3 separate regions of the Sus scrofa genome follow, and all the other regions are linked to region 2. The links are chromatin contacts, called in public HiChIP or PLAC-seq maps. All regions are on one chromosome and are shown on one strand. Each heading gives the region's core, a stretch centred on a gene start, on an enhancer-like site or on the middle of the called end of the contact. The rest is flanking DNA. Distances are from core to core; before and after follow the strand shown.

Region 1 (4,471 bases), core at 1,487-3,986, 180 kb after region 2:
CAGTCTTTTAACAAGCTCACAAAGGCATTATGAGCCAAATTCTGTTCATACAAGTAATTTCCAAAGCATAGTTTTCAAGTCCTTGGTTTTCTAAATTATTCTTCTAATGTTTTTTCCTAATTCATTCATTTACATCAAAATGTATTTCAACCCGAAGTAACAATAGGAAATACTTTGAAATGCTTGATTTCATAAAGCCACTAGATGGCATCTTTGTAAAAATAAAAGCACTTTAGAAGATGTTTATTCAATAAATAAGGGCTGAGATAAATAAAGGAAGATTCCTTTCTCATGAGAAATAAAGATGAGTCATTCTGGGCAAAAAATCCTTAGAAAAATGCATAGATTTATTTTGAAAAGTAAAATGGAAAATAGTATTTTAAAATTGATTTTCCGCCTTCAGAATTGAGGCTCTTTTTCTGATTGGTTGTGTTCAGCTTGCATTTACATTTATTTTGTATAACCAAACTATATATTTGTGTACGTGTGTGTGTGTGGTTTTGATGTGCTAATAGTCTTCCCAACCTGCACAGATCACCTGGGAAGCCAACCAGTTAAGTTAGGCTTATGTTGTAAATCTGAGTTGTATAAGGTTGCCTACACAGCAAACTATAAATAAAATATGAACGTGTAGTGGGTATTTAACCTTGTGAAGTACTTGAAGTTCTGTTCAGCTTTTCTTCCCTCTGTCTCCTGCCTCTATCCCTAAACCTAGTTTCTTATACTGTCCCTCACATAGAGGACAGTGAATGGTAAGTTTTAAACGGGAGACCCAGAAAGGTAAGTGTTTAAAACCAATGAAATTGTTATTACTAGTAAAATTTAAGATACATTATGATTTGGGGGGTGGCAGTGGAGGCGTGCTGGGGAGAAGACTGCATGCTTCCAATCACACCTGCGTTACTATGAAAGACAAGCATAAAGGAGGCTAATGGAGTCAGACCGCTTGGTTTATTTCTGGCTCCCCCACTAAACTTCTCCAGGCCTTGGTTTCCTCATTAGTAAAAGGAAGCTGGTCACAGTCCTTCCTTTATCTGAATGCTCTTTGCTCTGCTCTTCATGAATAAGTGGATTCATAATGTGATTTAAATGCATTTGGCTTCATTAAAAACCATGAATAAACCCAATTTTATCTGATAATAAAATACATATTTTATATTTTTCTAGTAAAGAATATCTATCTTAAAATGAGATAATGACTGAAAAAATGACATCGGATATTAGGAAGTTATTCGAGAGAGGAGAATGCAATTTCAACAGAATGGTGTAAAAGAATGATGGCATCGAACATTATGATGGAAGAATGGAGCAGTATTTTTATAACACAAATTTTAATTTTATAACTTAATCATATCTTTTATGATTAAATGGTATTAAGTCAAAGGTAGCATAGAATAGTGGTTTAAAAATGGAGGCTGTGGAGTCACACTGCTTGGTTTATTTCTGGCTCCCCCACTAAACTTCTCCAGGCCTTGGTTTCCTCATTAGTAGAAGGAAGCTGCTCACAGTCCTTCCTTAATGAAATTGTAAAAATTAAAAGAGTTCCTATTATGGCTTAGTGGATTAAAATCCCAAAATAGTATCCATGAGGATGTGGTTTTGATCACTGGCCTTGCTCAGTGGGTTAAGGATCCTGAGTTGCAGTGAGTGAGCTGTGATGTAGGTTGCAGATGTGGCTTGGATCCAGTGTTGCTGTGGGTGTGGTGTATGCTGGCAGCTGCAGCTCTGATTTGACACTTAGCCCAAGAACTTCCATATGCCACAGATGCAGGCATAAAAGAAAAAAAAATTAATGAGAAATATATGTAAAGTCCTTAGTAACAAATGATATTTAATAAATGTTAGCCATTATTACAAAGCCACATGAATTTTGTTACTGCATTTGTAATAGGAACGTAATTGATCCTTTCCCCTAATAATGGGTGCTTTAAAAATCTTTTTAATTTACAGTGATGTGAGGAAAAAAGAAACACTTTGTAATTCAATGATTAACAAAGCCTTGCTTCTCCTGATTTAAAAGGGTTATTATTTAATAGTTTCTCTCTCTTGGCGTTCCCACCGTGGCTCCGCAGATAATGAATCTGACTAGCATCCCTGGATGCTAGTTCCATCTATGGCCTTGCTCATTGGGTTAAGGATCCTGTGCTGCCATGAGCTGTGGTGTAGGTCGCTTTGCTGTGGCTGTGGCATAGGCCAGCTGCTACAGCTCCTATTCACCCCTAGGCTGGGAACCTCTATATGCCACCGGAGCAGCCGGTAAAAAAAAAAAAAAAGAAAAGACTAGTTCCTCTCTCCCTTTTCTCTTTGGCTGTCAGGAAGCTAAGAGTCAAGTTCCAAATTTAACAAAAGCGGGTAGCCAGCTACACAGTTGTACAACTGTTTTTTCCTTTGTCAAGGTCTTCGCTACCACTTCATAATTACATTTTCTCTAACCCTGACTTTTTATATCCATGAGGGCAAATTGTTTGGTTTGGACAACAGTGCCATTTCACAAGGGTAAAGAACATCTTAGAGAGTGGTTATGGTCAGAATCACCTTTCGACCCAAGCAATGCCTAGGTAACAGCTTCCCTCCCTCCCTCGGCGCGTCTCTCCGCCCCTCCTCGCCCCTTGGCTCCGCCCCTCTTCGCCCCTTGGCTCCGCCCCTCCTCGCCCCTTGGCTCCGCCCCTCCTCGCCCCTTGGCTCCGCCCCGTCTCCCCGTCCCGCCCCTTCCCAACCGCCCCTCCAGTCTCTCCGTCCCCTGCGCCAGCGCGGGCACCGCCTCTTCTCGCGGGAGCTGTGCCCTGGTGGGAGGGGTGCCAGGGCCGTTCCTAGGATACGACGGATAACAGAGAATTCGGCAAGTGTGGACTCTGCTGTCTAGGAGCCTGAGAAACCGCTTCCACCAAAAAAACCCCTGCACTTATTAGTCAGGTAGGAGGACAGGTTCTGGCTGCCCTCTACTGGCGCGACCCCCCAGACCGACCTTGAGGCGGTGGCAAACGCCCTGGGTTCTGTGCAGGGCGCCGAAGCCGCCGGGGCTCTGGGCGTTGTTTTTCTTCTCTAGAATGTTCCAGCTGTCTCTAAAAAACTGCAAAGCATCTTTCTTGGTCACTTTTCTGCCTCCAAATCTCTTATTTGGGATTCGGAAGCAGAAGCACCAAGCTAGGATGTGTACCTCACCTCACACCCGAGTGCTTATCACGGTTAATAATATAGAAGCAAGACGTTTGTGTGACCCAGATCTGGCATTTGAAAATGTTTACCCTCTCGTAGTGACCGTTTTCAGTCTTGAGAAAATAGCGCTCTCAGACGTTCCTCTCACGGGCTTCGCTGTGGCTCTTAAAAAACTTAAAAACTCAAGAGGGCTATTTGATGGAAGGCAAAACTGGATCCCTGCCTTTCTACTTACACTAATATTCTGTACATATATATGTATGTATATATATATATGAACGAAATTATGTATTTTAGGTCAAAGAGGCACGTTCTGCAATCATCGTAGTGTTTTTCCTTTTTAAACAACTTTTTAAAGATTATAACATTTACACTTGAATAATACATTAAAAATGATTAAAAAAAAAAAAAAAAAGAATGGGAGTTCGCGTCGTGGCTCAGTAGTTAAGGAGTCTGACTAGGAACCGTGAGGTTGCGGTTCGATCGCTAGCCTAGCTCAGTGGGTTAAGGTTCCGGCATTGCCGTGAGCTGTGGTGTAGTTTGCAGAGGGGCTCGGATCTGGCGTTCCTGTGGCTGTGGCTTAACCTGGCAGCTACAGCTCCGATTGGACCCCTAGCCTGGGAACCTCCATATGCCACAGGAGCGACCGTAGAAAAGGCAAAAAGACAAAAACAAACAAACAAACAAACAAACCCCCAAAAAACTGAAAATCTGCTTTCCACCTATGTCCTTCTGCCACCACCCCACCCTCCACTTCACCTTCCAGAGAAATTCTATGCATAAACAATTATGTAGTTGTGCCGGTAACACTGTGCATACTGGTATGTTCTTTGGAGGAGGTCCTTGAAAGGACTTGACCCCTGGTTTACCCAGTACCCAGGTGGGCAGCTGAAGACTCTTTTCCCTTTCCTGTCCTTGGAATGTCCCTTCTCCCATTGTGCCTGAAACAGGACATGTGTTATTGAGACCATATGAACTGTATATATGACTGAACCCAGTTAAAGTCTCAAAACTCTTAAGATTTTGGCAGGTGGATGTTGAGATTTACTGTCTTTAGGCTGCCCAAGACAACCCTTGCTACCTGCCACCTACAATTTGGAGGGGTCTGCTTCTTTCTTCAGTTATCCTTGCGCTCTGTGTTCCAGGCTCAATTTTAGCTCTACCCAGGGAATTCCAGAGGTTGCGAACCAAAAGCTTTGCCTTTTCACTTAATTAAACCATACATGATGTAGCTTTTAGAATTGGCTTCTTCATTTAGCGTAGCTCATTGGAAATTCACCCATGTTGTTGTGTGTGGCAGTGACTTATTCCTTTT
Region 2 (4,051 bases), core at 1,338-3,837:
GAAAATAAGAACTTAAATTGCAATTTTGTTAACAAAATCATAGTTAAAATTTTTGGGAAAAGTTATAGAAACATTTTGAACTTGTGAAAAAAAAAAACCTATGGTGGTTATAATCTTCCATTTTCATTTCTAAAGAAAAAAGAACAAGGACAAACAGTCAGAAATATACATTTAGAATAGATGATATATATAAAATTTCCTGAAAGAAAAACAAAACAAAACAAAAAAGAGTCTAGGCTAACAAAAGGTTAGGAAGTGATTGGAACCCAACCAGTCTTAGCAGGGACAGTTTCCTCAACCCATAGCTACCGTCCATTCATCTATTCTCTTACAGCTCTTTTTTCACAGTCCTTTTCCACGTCCCTCTCTCCCATCTTCAAAATATTCTGTATTCTGCAAGTTTTAAAAGCTGGCATTTCTGGGCTAAAAATTGCTATCTTTCAGGTTTTATTAGTTAGAAACTAATATGATTCTGTCTCTAGATTTATAGCTTTAAAAAGTTTTGTACTTTTGGTATACACAGCTTCTGTGACATAATATATAGCCTAATTAGAAATTCTAACAAAGAAATTGTGACCCAATTCACCATGATATATTTGAAGAATTTATATAGAGTTCTGAATATGAAGGACAGTTTTTGAAGTAGGAAGCTTATATAAATAGAACAAAGGTAAAAACACACATATCAACTGAATGTTTGTTCACACCTTAGTTAAGGGAAGGCAGAACAGACCATAGGCTATGATGGTCAATGACAGACAAGTAGTATTTGAGCAACCACTCTGTATCAGGTACTTTATACATGCTATCTTTATAAATTTTGTAATTTTGAAGTAGGTTTGATTACTTCTGTTTATTGTACACCTTTATTAAACAGAAATTACTTCAGAGGAAACAAACTCAGAAAAGCAACTTGTCCAAAGTCCATAAGGGTATAATGGCAGAACAAGAACTCCATTTGAGGCCTATCTGAAGCCTCTACTTTTGTTAACTCTTTTGGTTCACAGGTTGGAAAATATTAGGGCTCTAATTTCTACTACTCAAGAATATGTAATATTTTCTACTGTCACTGAAGCTTTAATTCACAGGAACCTCACTTTTATACAACAAACTGATTTAGCTTCAAAGTTTATTTTGTTAGCTCTATAATTCAGGGGCAACTCCTGGTTTTCATTTCTACTATTGCCTTTCTAAACCTAATTATTTTATAAAAAGTCTGCTTGCTTTTATTTAAATCACCTTTTCCCCTAGCATTATTATTCATCAAGTTTAATTTAGAAATATCCACATTTTATGCAAGGACTACTAGGACTATATGATCTTATTTGCCTTTGTAGATTTATTCCTACTTAGCTAATTTCATTAAGAGCAGCTTAAATTTTAATTTTTAGTAATATTCTCAAAATGTATCGATAACAGTTTATCAATCTGTTTAGTACATCAAAGATTTGTACTGGGAGTTTTCAGAAACGTTTTAATCAAATAGTTTTACCAAATTTTATCTGGCATAAATGTCTTAAGTTTGATATGGGTAATTTTTTAATTGAAATTGAATAATAAACAAACATGATGGTAAAGCTGATGCAACATATGCTAATTTCTCTAAAGTGGAGAAGTCGGATGCTTACTCTATAAATCGCAGCAGTGGGTATTACTTATCATTTCCATATTCCAAAACACCGTCTTAAGACAGCTGTTTAGTATTTAACTTACTGAACAAAGGGGGTTATCCCAGGTAGCTTTCAATATTCTGAGGCATTTTTTTTTTTTTGAAGGTCCCAAGATTTACTTCCAATGATATACAAGATAATGAATTTTCCTGGGGACATCCCAAAATGGGCACATTCATTTTGGATAAAAGGAAAACGAGGTCTTCGGAGTTTGAGAGAAAGAAAAGATGAGGAGGGGAAAAGGAATATTTTCCAATTCACTAAACGAAGGAAAATGTGTGGAATACCCTTCAGAGAAAAAGAGTCTGAATTTAAACGTTACTAATAAGTGTATCCTACGAAACACACCAGCCAGAGTAGAAATCTCTTCTAAGTGCGTCTGCTTTTTCGGGAACATCCAATCAGCAAGGTCTCTCTTTCATAACATTGGGAGAGGCCTGTTCCTTCACTCCCACTGTTGAAGTCTGCACAAACTTGGAGAAACCCTGGGCACCTGCGGCTCTGAAGAAACCGGCGAGGAGCACAAACGAGGGCGTCTTTTCTCCTATTTTCCGTCTCCAGATTCCAACCTTTTTGACAAGCAGTGCGAACGCCCAGCCGCCGCGCCCCAGAAATAAGAGCTATTCTCAGGAGGTGGACCTGGGTCTGCGCTGACGCTTCTCAAAGGTGTGCGTCCGCAGAAGAGGAGCTCAGAGCTGGGCCGCGGAGACCAGCCGTTTTCTCTCTCCTAGAGCTGCCGCGGAGAACAGGAGAGGAACAAGACCAGGAGAGGAGCGAGACCAGACGCCAGAGCCCGCGCGCGACTCGTCGCCCCGCGTCGGAAAACTCAGCCCGCCCGCCAGCGGAAGGGGGCGTGGCCTCGGGCAGGCGCGGCGAAGCCAGCCGCGGCGTGGGGGCGGGAGGGGGGGCCGGCCCGCAGCCGCGCGTTTCCGGCGCGCTCCCCCGCGTCTTGCGTCCTGTGGTCTCGCCCGTCTCCGCTGCCATGTTGGATTGTGCGGCCGCCGCCGCCGCCGAAGGAGGGTTGGAGGAGGAGTTGGGAGTTTAACGCAGTCGCCGGAGTGCAAGGACAACGACCATCCGGCCAGACCCTGGCCGGGCGGGAGCAGAGAGCTTCCCTTTCTCAGCGCGGTCCGCCGACGGCTCCTCCTTCCCTTGGCCTCCTCCCCGTGCCAGAGGAGCTGCGAGATGCTGCGCCTCTGACTCCCCTCCTCCCGCCCCTGTCACCGAGAAGGGGATCTAGCATTCGCCCACTCGCCGGAGGAGACGGCCCTGGCCTCCCAACCCTGCCGGCGAAACCATGAGCTCCGGCCCGCAGCAGCCGCCGCCGCCGCGGAGGGTCACCAACGTGGGGTCCCTGCTGCTCACCCCGCAGGAGAACGAGTCCCTCTTCACCTTCCTCGGCAAGAAATGTGTGGTGAGTGGCCGAGATCCGTGTCGCCGCGTCCTACTTTGCCTCCTGGGCCGGGGCTGGAGGGCCGGGAAGTGGGAGTGGGGAAGGAGGCGGGAGCGGCGCGGGGAGGATCGGGCTGCAGGCCTGGCCTCTCGCGGCCCTGTCTCCGTGTCGGCCCCCTCTGGCCGGGTTTCCTGGGTGCGGGCCGGCGCGGCCGGACGCCACCTCCCGGACCTGTCCTGGGAACAGGGAAGTGTCACCTCTGCAGGCCTGCCTTGGAGCCCAGCTTGGCCGGGCCCGGGTCCGTGTCCTGGCTGCTGGCTCAAACTTTACAAACAGTCCTCTCAAGGGGATTTTCTTGCAGGACCTGCTTGATCTTAGTAGTTGGGCCCCTGTACTGGCCCCAGTTTATCCTCCTGCGGCCTGATTTGGGGGCACCTTCTTTCACAATGCCAAAGGTTTCAGGAGTATGTAGATCGGGGACTGAAGCCTAAATATGAATGAAACGACCCATAAGGTGGTTTTTAATCTCCCTTGAGGTTCTCAGGAAGAAGTGAAGTCGAGTGCATCGGTTCAGAACGAGGGCAGGAAGCACTACTACTGCTCCCCATTGGAGAGGAACAAGGTTTATTTCTCCAGCAGTCTAGCCCAGGCCTGGTTTCTCTCTCCTCTTGTTTCGTTTTTTGCATTGGTAGGAGATGCTGCTCTCCCGCAACCAAGCTCAGGGGAATCTCGGTCTCCTGCCGTTCTTGGCCTTTTGGAGTCTGAGAATGGTTCTTAGGCTGGTGCTGTGCGGCCTGTTCCAACCCCAGATGGCGGGTTGGGAGCGAGCCGTTCTGCTGTGGGAAGGGGAATGTGTGTTGTTGACGGAAGCATTCATTACATTGGCTGCTGGCACTTCTGGGGGTGGGGAGGTTCTGCTCTATGGTGGAGGCCTTGTCAGGCTGCATCTTACTGCAGTGGCTGGGTTGAACCGTGATTGAGTTTGTTG
Region 3 (4,011 bases), core at 1,359-3,858, 160 kb after region 2:
TTATTTGAACTGGAAAGATTATACCCCCATGGTTCATGTTTCTAAAGGCAGCAATCCTAAGAGAAGAGAGTTGCATGTGATCAAATTAATCTATTAGTGTGAATGTATAGTACTGTAACAAAGTGCCACAAACTGAGTGGCTTAAATAGCATAAACAGTATTAGCTCACCCATTTGGAGGCTAGAAGCCCAAGATCAAGGAGTCAGCAGCGTTGGTTTCTTCTAAGGACTAAGAAAGAGAATCCATTCTACGCTTCCCCCCTAAGTTCTAGTGGTTTTCTAGAAATCTTTGATGTTCCTTGCCTTGTAGAAACATCATCCCAATTTTGCCTTCGTCCGTGCTGAGTGTTCTTCCCGGGTACATCTCTTTGTGTGCAAATTTCCCCCTTTAATAAGGACACCAGTCATACCTGACCAGGGCTCATGCCAATGACCTTATCTTAACTAATTATATCTTCCATGACTCTGTTTTCATATAAGGTCATATTCTGATGTAGTGGGGTTAGGGCTTCCACATATAACTTTTGAGGGGGCACACTTCAACTCAAAGCTCTCTGTCATAGTTTTGAATATCTTCAACTAACTACTGTAAAATTATCCTCAGAGTGATTATACCAATTCACTCCTACCAGCGGTGCTAACACTTCTGTCAGTCCTTAATTTTTAGTATTGTCAGTCCTTAATTTTTGTCCATAAGATGCCAGTAATATTACAATTAATTTGCATTTCCTTGTGTATTAGGGAAGTTGAGTCCTTTTCATGTTTATTGACCACTCCTATTTCCATTTCTATCAACTGCTTATTTATTTCTTTTGCCTATTATTCTCTTATATTCACTAAAAATACATTACTTGAGTGCCTATTATGTGCCAGGAACTATTTCAGTCACTTGAGATATGGTAGGAAAAAATTTCCACCCACATATGGCTTATATGCTAGAAAGAATGATAAACAAAAACAGAAGATAATTAGCATGTTAGAAAGTGATGAGGGCTATGAAAAAAACTGAAGCAGAGAAAGGGTAAGGAGTAACTCAGTGGTGATTTGCAATTTTATTTTACTTTAATTAATTAATTTTTTAGGGCTGCATCTGCGGCATATATAAGTTCCCAGGCTAGGGGTCCAATTGGAGCTGCAGGTGCCAGCAGCCTATGCCACAGCCATGGCAACTTGGGATCCAAGCTGCATCTGCAACTTATTCTGAGGCTCGCAGCAGTGCCAGATCCTTAACAGTGAATAAGGCCAGGGATCAAACCCACATCCTCATGGATACTAGTCATGCTCTTAACCCACTGAGGCACAACGAGAACTCCATGCTTTGCAATTTTAAATCTCATGGCTAGAGCGGACCACATTGAGAAGATGATATTGTGTAAAGATTTGAAAAAGGTGAGAGTGAGTCATGTGCCAATCTGGTGGAAGGGTTTTCCAAGAAAAGGGTTAGAAGAGCAGCTACCTGTGTAGGGAGAGGGGAATGGAGGTTAGGTCTGAGAGGTGAGGGGCAAGGGAGCAATTATGCGGACACTGTAGGCAGATGTAAGGACTTCAGCTTTTATACCTTGAGTGAAAAATCACGGAAAAATTTTGAGCAAAGTACTTCTAAAAAGCTACAAAGTTGAGAATAACAATAGCAAAATAAAAAAACTAGTAACAAAAATTACTTGTGTGGTACTATGTTCCATGCACTGAACCAGGCACTTTACATATGTTAATCCACTGAATATATTCCAGAGAGTGAGGCAAGAATGGAAGCAGAAGGACCTGTTCTGGTTGGTTTTTGTTTGTTTGTTTGTTTTTTTACTAATTTATGGATTTACTAATTTTACTAATTTATGTATTTTAGGCACCGCTTATCTTTTGGTAAGTATATGTGGTTGCAAATATCTTCTCCTATTCTGTGGTTGTTACGTTATTTAAGTTTTGCCTTTTACTATTCATATGTAAATACAGTTTTTTCTCAATTTGTTATGCTGGTCTCCCATTGACTTTTTAAGCAAATTCCCTTTTTAGCTTCAGTCACCCTACAACTTTTGATTATTTCCTCTTCCCCACTACCATTGCACTTGGCACAAACCTCTTTTGGAACACTTACCAAATTGTGCATGTCGTCATTGTTCTGTGAATTCCAGGATGTGAGATCCTGTCTTTCAAATTATGTCCCAGAAACTAACACATAATGGGTATTCAATAAATGTTTGTAGAGGCAAGTGGAAAAAAATGGTATGGTCTGGTATCACTTCACCTAGGAAAATGAGAAAATGGATGAGGTACTTCAGGGAGCGAAAAGAAAGAGAAAAGGCTTGTGATAAGAAATGTCTTCCGGCTCTGCTCTAGCTCATAAAACTGAAAATACTGTACCAACCTTTGCACCCAAGAGATTACTTAGACGATAACTCCGCGACCACCCTCCTCATACTGCAGACTACGCTTTGGAAGGGAGGAATTCGCCAAAGGTTAAGTCAAATGCAGGTGCCTAGAGAGACTTTGTCGAAGCTTTTTTGTAGTTTGGAGTGCTCTCCTCACCCTTTGAGTAACCAGTCAGCGTGAGAGGGACAGGACCTCAGACCTAAGACATCTTAACAGAACCCTTTCCTGGAGCACCCGGTTTAGGTTCTGGTGCACTCATTGCGCATGCGTCAATTTTCCCTTTAGAAATGGGCGGGGCAGAGCCCCAGGGAGTGTGCCGAGGCTGTTTCCAAGGTGACGGAGAGGCGGCCTCGGTGGTGGATTGAGCGGGTCTGAGCCAGGTTCCCAGAGGGCAGCGCGTCCAGGCAGCTCGGCGCTGTCATGGCGGGGTTGCTGAAGAAGGTGAGGCGGGTGGAGGTCACCGACGGAATTTAGATTGTGCGGATGGAGTCAGCTCGCGGTTGATGGCTGGAACTGGCGCGGGCTTGGTGGTGCTTTGGGGGAGACTCATTTTGATTTGCCATTAGGCGTGACTAATGTAGTGCCTCGGATCACAGAGGCGCACTCCGAACAAGCGGCTTTGAGAGATCGGTGGCGGGTTTTAGGCCAGTTTTAGGACAGTGGTGATTTTGCTTTTCCTTAGCTTGGGGACCCACGGAATTGCATTAAACAGCATGGTTCACTTTTTTTTTTTTTGCACAGACCACTGGCCTTGTGGGATTGGCTGTATGTGAAACTCCACATGAGGTATGTACCTCTTTTCATTCCTGAGTTTCGAAGGAAGACTAACTCTGCGACCTTGGGAATGGTTAACGAGAAGCGGATATTTCATTCATCGTGAGCACTTGAGACAACAGTGGTCTTATTTATCCGGTGCTTTTTTTTTTTTGTCTATGCTCTCTTTCTCAAACCACTTATTGACTTTTTCCTTGGCATTCTAGTGACGTCACTTGTACTTTTGTGAGTGTCCTCCCAAATCTATATATCCATTTCCCACCTTTTCCCCAGTCTCACCTTTTCTTAGGTGCCTTAGATTCTGAACACTTTCGATTGATTACCAAAGATTAACACTCTAGCCGTTGCCCCCTTTTGTCATCAGTTTTTCCTTCTAGTAGGCCTTTCCTGTCATTATTCAGACGTGATTCCATCGAAAACAAAACCAAAAAATTTCCCATGATCCTTCTCCTTCCTCCAATAATCAATTTCTCTCCTTCCCTTTACAGGTAACTCAAAAATTATCTGTACTTAACGGTCTCCTGTTTCTCTCATTCCACTTTGAAGGCACTCCAGTTAGGCTTGTCCAGAACTGCTCTTTTCAAGGTTGCCATGCTGCTAAATCTAATGTTCAGGTCACATTTCTCATCTTAATTGACCCAGTGGTAGCATTTGACTCATTTGCCACCATCTCTATCAAGCACTTTCTTTACTGTGTGTCACCTCAGTCTCCTGATATTTTTTTCTCTACTCTTTTTGCCTTCTCCTTTTCTGTTTATCCCTCAGGTCCCAATTTCTAAATGTTGGAGTTCTAGGACTTTGTTCTTGAGTCTCTATTAATATTTGCTCTTCTTGCTGTCTGGACCCAGTCTAATCGTTTTAAGTACCACCT

Evidence for each region. HiChIP or PLAC-seq counts read pairs in DNA pulled down with a chosen protein or histone mark.
Region 1: a contact with region 2 is called in an H3K27ac HiChIP or PLAC-seq map of skeletal muscle, with 3 times the contacts expected there. The contact joins the promoter of IQUB here to the promoter of WASL in region 2. A contact is called at or near these places in 1 of 5 promoter capture datasets (fetal liver) and 2 of 2 datasets of contacts at active chromatin or transcription factors (alveolar macrophages and skeletal muscle).
Region 3: a contact with region 2 is called in an H3K27ac HiChIP or PLAC-seq map of skeletal muscle, with 4 times the contacts expected there. The contact joins the promoter of ASB15 here to the promoter of WASL in region 2. A contact is called at or near these places in 1 of 5 promoter capture datasets (fetal liver), 2 of 47 Hi-C or Micro-C datasets (heart right ventricle and subcutaneous adipose tissue) and 2 of 2 datasets of contacts at active chromatin or transcription factors (alveolar macrophages and skeletal muscle).

What each region holds. Positions count from the first base shown.
Region 1 is chr18:23,900,219-23,904,689 of Sscrofa11.1, forward strand. It overlaps IQUB (IQ and ubiquitin-like domain-containing protein), which reads left to right and starts at 2,737. Exons shown (of 13, transcript XM_005673215.3): 1 at 2,737-2,913.
Region 2 is chr18:23,719,601-23,723,651 of Sscrofa11.1, forward strand. It overlaps WASL (neural Wiskott-Aldrich syndrome protein), which reads left to right and starts at 2,588. Exons shown (of 11, transcript XM_003134725.5): 1 at 2,588-3,084. The coding sequence starts at 2,968. LOC110257596 (a long non-coding RNA gene) reads right to left here and starts at 2,157. Exons shown (of 4, transcript XR_002340435.1): 1 at 2,019-2,157.
Region 3 is chr18:23,879,186-23,883,196 of Sscrofa11.1, forward strand. ASB15 (ankyrin repeat and SOCS box protein 15) reads right to left here and starts at 2,609. Exons shown (of 13, transcript XM_021079195.1): 1 at 2,362-2,609; 2 at 2,092-2,241. NDUFA5 (NADH dehydrogenase [ubiquinone] 1 alpha subcomplex subunit 5) reads left to right here and starts at 2,687. Exons shown (of 5, transcript XM_003134727.3): 1 at 2,687-2,807; 2 at 3,108-3,152. The coding sequence starts at 2,787.